Regions from separate parts of the Zea mays genome. Here region 2 is linked to region 1. The links are chromatin contacts, called in public Hi-C maps. All regions are on one chromosome and are shown on one strand. Each heading gives the region's core, a stretch centred on a gene start, on an enhancer-like site or on the middle of the called end of the contact. The rest is flanking DNA. Distances are from core to core; before and after follow the strand shown. Region 1 holds the start of LOC100286033. Region 2 has its middle 22 kb from the start of LOC111347720.

The links. A called contact is a pair of places that touch in the nucleus more often than the background predicts.
Region 2: a Hi-C map of leaf shows a contact between it and region 1, with 10 times the contacts expected there. The contact joins the enhancer-like site here to the promoter of LOC100286033 in region 1. A contact is called at or near these places in 21 of 25 Hi-C or Micro-C datasets (bundle sheath, ear, endosperm and 6 more).

What each region holds. Positions count from the first base shown.
Region 1 is chr4:186,815,583-186,818,301 of Zm-B73-REFERENCE-NAM-5.0, forward strand. It overlaps LOC100286033, which reads left to right and starts at 1,405. Exons shown (of 2, transcript NM_001158921.1): 1 at 1,405-1,704; 2 at 1,853-2,638. The coding sequence starts at 1,588. The coding sequence ends at 2,008.
Region 2 is chr4:186,895,558-186,898,606 of Zm-B73-REFERENCE-NAM-5.0, forward strand. No RefSeq gene overlaps it. Among protein-coding and RNA genes, the nearest start is that of LOC111347720, 22 kb to the right of the region's middle. Within about 2 kb of position 1,569, at least 13 of the 20 cell types and tissues checked have an H3K27ac peak or open chromatin away from gene starts, as enhancers often do. A contact at or near this core is called in ear, leaf, seedling and 1 more, where this site is marked.

The DNA of each region.
Region 1 (2,719 bases), core at 155-2,654:
GGCAGAGCGGCGCAGGGGTTCCAGTTCCACGTCGGTCCCTCCGAGATTTTTGCGTGCGTTCAGTACTACAGTAGACTCGCGTGTGTGTGGCCAACAAGCGCATGCGGCCCGGCCGGCCGGGCATCATATACATACATTGGTTGGCGTACAGGTACGCGCGTAGAATATTGTTAGCTAGATCATGAATGGTGGCGCGACGCGCGTGGACATGGACAAACTCGAGCGTTCGTGCGCTACGCCGATCATGCTCCTAGCTAGCTTAATTGATCATCGTATTGTGGCATCTAGCTTTGTTGCAGTTTTTTCACTGAATTAGATACTAAAACAGTAAAGCTAAGACGATTACTGGACTGGTTATAGTGATAAAAAAAAGGTCTGATGGCCTTAGTCTAACACTGACGATACTGCAGTCTGCAGACATCAGACAGGCGGATGGGGACAGAATTGCGTACGTACGTGCGTATGCTAATAGGGGCATCTTTTGGGTCTGCTGCAGCGGTGTTTCGAGTCGACTCCGTTCTCTTTAATTTAGCAGACAAGTGTAAACTTGACTAGCATGTTTTTTTATTAAGAATCCCGATGCGATTAGAGTGTCTGCTGTGCACGTATGTGTGTGCAGGACAAAACACGTGCTCCGTGTCTTACTGTTGTGTGTGACACTACGTGCATGCATGCATGTAACTTACTAGTAGCAGCATGCTGGCAGTAGATTCCCTTTTGCTAACGTGGATTAGCACGTATATATTCCATTACAAGTCTAGGGATAGAATTTTATGATCGTCTGGAACTTGGAGATACAACGAGGTTCCTCCTCCTACCGGGGATTTTCTCGTAATGCAAGTTGGACCTCACCACGAAAATCTACTATTTGGAAACATTCAGCCCATACTTACTAGATTGGTTTCCGAACTGTAGACCAAGTTGGAGTTGGGTAACCACTCTCTCCGACCGTAGCTGGCAAGCCTGGCCTTGCGGAGCAAGGTGAGGAGAGCTGGGCTGGCCGCGTAGCGTAGACCAGCCAAATCCGCTCTACTTATTCTCCTTCCGTTTACCAGCCAAATCAGCACGTGGCAGATCGGGGGGACACGGACTGCCTACCGGTGGGCTATGCATGAGAGAGGCGAGCTGCCGCAGTGATTAGACAGAGAGAGACACGCGGGCCCAACTCGTCCTCTTTGGCTCTCCCTCTCTCTCTCGTTGCAGACTTGTAGTGCAGTGGAGGCGTGGAGATCGAATCAACTGCTCGTCTGCTCTACAACACCAGACCACCCTTGCTTCCTGTCCCTCCGCTACACGCACTTGCGCTCCGACCCAATCTGGATCCAACCACGAGCCAGCTCGCTATAAAGGCACCCTCTCCCTTTCTGTCTCCCTCACAACTCAGTTATTCTACAGCTTTAATTTTGCAGAGCGACCACCAGTCCAGGTCCAGCGCGGGACGCATCACATACACGCGGTACCTTCGTTCGTTCTCAAGCTTATAGCGCCCGATCGACCCTGCGCGGAGCTAGTTCGTTCGTTCCGGCAGGCGGCGGCAGCGAAGCAGTGCGACGACGACGACGAGGTACGTAGAGAGCGAGAGGATAGATGTCGAGCCGAAGGTCGTCGTCGCACGGCAACATCTCCGAGGACGAGATGAACGAGCTCGTCTCCAAGCTCCAGGCCCTGCTCCCCAGCTCCCGCCGCCGCCGCGGCTCCGGCCAGGTGCGTCGTCGGTCGCGAACAGATGGCTGACCCGCTCAACATCTCCGGGGCGCTGTGCAGTGCATATGCATGCATGCTCGCCTTTTTTTCCAGTTTTAAACGTCTAAAATGCGCGCGGCGGGGCGGGGACATGACATGCATAATGCAGGCGTCGACGGCGAAGCTGCTGAAGGAGACCTGCAGCTACATCAAGAGCCTCCAGCGGGAGGTGGACGACCTCAGCGACCGGCTGTCGGACCTCTTGTCCACCATGGACCACAACAGCCCCGCGGCGGAGATCATCCGAAGCATCCTCCGCTCCTGAGCGCGCGCAAGGGCGAGGTCAACGAACGCCGGCCTCCGATCGATCGCCGACAGCGCGCGCTCTCCGGCCGGCTGGTCACGTGCGGGAGCTGAGCTCAATTAGGTAGCTAGGGTATATATACATATAATATATATATCTACATGTACGTGTATCTACCTTTTCCTTTACCAGTCTCCCTAGATCTGAGATCATGTGGCTAGCTCCGTATAAAAATGTACTAGCCACACGCTGACACGCACACGTATGCATGATGGTCTCTGCGCTAAGCTTCACTGGGTAGTAGGGTATAGCACTAGAGCCTAAGCAAGCTTATCCTCCTCACTTTAGTATAGCTCGCAGCAGCAGCAGTCTCTCGATTCCTCGGCGATCTTCGGTGGCTTAATTGGATCGAGCTGGCTAGTGCGCTCTCTCTCTCTCTCTCATCTCTAGCAGGCAGGAAAAGAGACAACCGACCGACCACTACTAGCCTAGCCTAGAGCAAATTGACTGTCGTTATGATGATGATGATGTACTGCTAAAGCTTTTATTAACGACTTCAATAACATGTACGTCCTGCGGTTAGTGCTTTGTTTTTCACTCACCGTGCCATGCATGGCGTTAAGAAATGCAACCGCTGCGTGTCTGTACTGTATTTAGTGCCCTGCCTTTTCATGCATGTATGTTCCCTGGCACTCTCGGTCCAAATTTTAATTTGTACTTACACGTACGCTC
Region 2 (3,049 bases), core at 319-2,818, 80 kb after region 1:
TTCCTCATATCTTATTCACTTTGGCTTGACCAATCCTCTTAATCACTTCAACCTCTATTATGATCATATTTATGCATAGTGATTTCTCAGGACTTGTCCATATACTCAAACCAATATAGAGACCATATTATATCCATTTGCATTGTCTCACTGGTTATTTGACCTTGTGTTGAACCTTGTTCACTGATCATTATACACTATTCAAGTATGTTCATCATACTGAATTTCCTGTTCAACACTTAGCAAACTTGTTAGACCTTTAAATGTGTTGTTATCCAAATCACCAAAACTCACAAAAGGGATGAATGCACTTTCATATGTATATAAATGTATGATAGAATTTAATTCCATGTTGCTTTTAATATCAATACTATATGTTTATCAATATCAATATATATATATATGTGTGTGTGTGTGTGTTTGTGTGTGTAAATATATAAATTTCAGTACAAAAATTTAAAAAAGGCGGGAAACCTTTCCACTGGCGGCTAAATAAAACAAACCGCCAGTGGAAATAGCATTTCCACTGGCCCTTAGCACTGGCGGCACTGAAAAACGCCAGTGAAAACGTCTCTAGAACCGCCACTATAGAGGCTCTGTGTACTAGTGGTCTCTTCTTCTGCAAAGTGTTATTTATGGACGTATGTGATGTGACCTATCCCAAAAGCAATTAAGTTCGTTTATGGTGGACGTGATTTAGAGGACGTTGTTGGAGAGAAAGAAGATATAAAAGATAAATTTTTTTAGAGAAGACTACAAACAACAGATATAGAGGATAAATGTAGTATGTAGAGAGTACGTTACTCTAGGATCTTAAGGGTCTGTTTGGTTGGGCTGTGGCTGTGAAAAAAGTTGCTGTGGGCTGTGAGCTGTGGAAAAGCTGCTGTAGGCTGTAAGATGTTAAAAAGCTAAAAAACCGTTTGGTGGAAACCACTAAAAGTCGTTAAAAATTCTTCGATATATGTTTTCACAGTTCCATCCGAAAAGCCACTAAAAGCATGTCCAGAGGTGCTTTCAGATTTGCACTACGAGAAAGTCGGCTTTTAGAAAAAGCTGCTTCCTGGATCCAGCCTTTTGGTTGGCTTTTGGCTTTTAGTGGGCAAAAACCAAAGCCAAAAGTCAAACCAAACACACCCTAAGTAACCACGTCCCCGTGCGTACCACCAACTGTACGTAGCGCCTACGATCTATGCGCGCGCTATTAACCAAGCTAGAACGTGCGCCGGGCAGGCTACGGACGGACACGACGAGAACGAAGCGAAAACAAGAAACACTAAACACCTCTGTTTTTTAGATGTAAGGGCTATTTTGGGAACCCTAATTTCCCAAAGAATTTCTATTTTTTAAGTGGAAATTACTTTATTTTCCTATAGAAAAATAGAAATCACTTAGAAAATTGTGGTTCCTAAATTAGCCCTAAGAGATTCTCAATTTGCTTATAGAGTGTTCGGTTTGTTATACCAGAACACGCCACATGTTGCTATATATAGCTCACGACGCCGCCAAAGCTAAGCATTGTGGTTGCCTCATGAGTCATGACCAGGCTTGTGGTGTGTCGATCGAGTACACTAGTATTTCCTAGCTAGGGCCGTATACATCTCCACCAGTACCGAAATTCATCGGCCCGCATCTGTGGAGTGGCCAAAAGCTTGTTATGGAACAAGGGGTTTTAAGCCCATCAGCAACAAGACTAATGATAGGTGATGGAGCAAAAACTTCTTTTTGGCATAGCACCTCACCGCACGCCCGCGTTTAAGAAATATAGCGCCCAAGGTATTTGCGACACCGGGGCAGACACAATTCGACAATCAAAGAAGCGATAGCTCATCATGGATGGCTGAGAAGTATCAGCCTTGCATGCCATCTCGTCAATCGGCCACTTGAGCCAGTTCGTCGAGCTTCGGGCAACCGCTCAATCTCCTCGCCTCGTTCAAAATAAAGAGGATGAGATAACGTGGATCCTCACTCATGCAGGGTTCCTACTCAACGTCAACAATATACAAAGCACAAATTTATAGAACATACTGACATTAACTTTAAGACATTTATCTGGAAACCCTGGGCACCTTTCAAGTGCAAGATCTTTGCCTCGCTAATCATTTGAAATCGGGTCTGGACATCGGATAGATTGTAAACTCGTGGGTGGCCGCACAACCCCTGTTGTCCCCTGTGTAGGTGCTAGCGCACCACCTCATTGCTAAATGCTGAGTTTCGAGAATCGTATGGGGGCCATGGCAAGTTGGCTATCTCTCGAGCAGCTGCAGCCGTCATCCTGATCTACCTCAGAGACAGTTAAAGACTGACGGTTCACAACTGGCAACATGCCTGGGACACCTAGAAAGGGAGTACGCTCCATGCTCCTTCTTAGAGCATCTCCAAAAGACCGGTCAAATGACTCGTCAAGTTAAAATTTGGATATTTAATAGCAAAGTAATTTCCCAACAGATTAGCCATCTAACTACCCAAGTCATCTGGCTCTCCAAATTGCCCCCATCGCTAGCCAAACTTGGCTAGCCACTCTAGCTAGCTAAACTAAGTTGCATGTTCGAAAGTCTGTTCGAATGAGATGCTACATATAGAGTTTAATCTTTATAGAGAGATAAATAAAAAGTCAAATAGAGAGTCAAAAATATATAGTCTCTTGGAGATGCTCTTATGGGTTGAGAAATTTGGAAACAAACAAACTCTTGTATTTTTCAGCGAAGGGAGAGAAGCGTACTAGTGAACACTAAATGTCTAAATGCACAATCAATCATATTCCATGAATAAACCATCCAACAAGATGATTACTAAAAATGATATTATCACATCCATAGTCTAGAGACGAAGAAGTAAAAATAGACATCTATTTTAAACACAAGATAGATAAAAACAATTTGATTTCCAATCACCTTATCTACCAACAGCTCAACTAAAGGAGAACAATAGATGGCGACACAATTTTGTTTCGCGGGTTCGTGACGACTTGTCAATGTCTCGCGGTCTCAACACGCCTCGAGATAACTTCTCATTCCTCTTATTCCAGTCCGTCCGCCGTCGGGCCTATCAT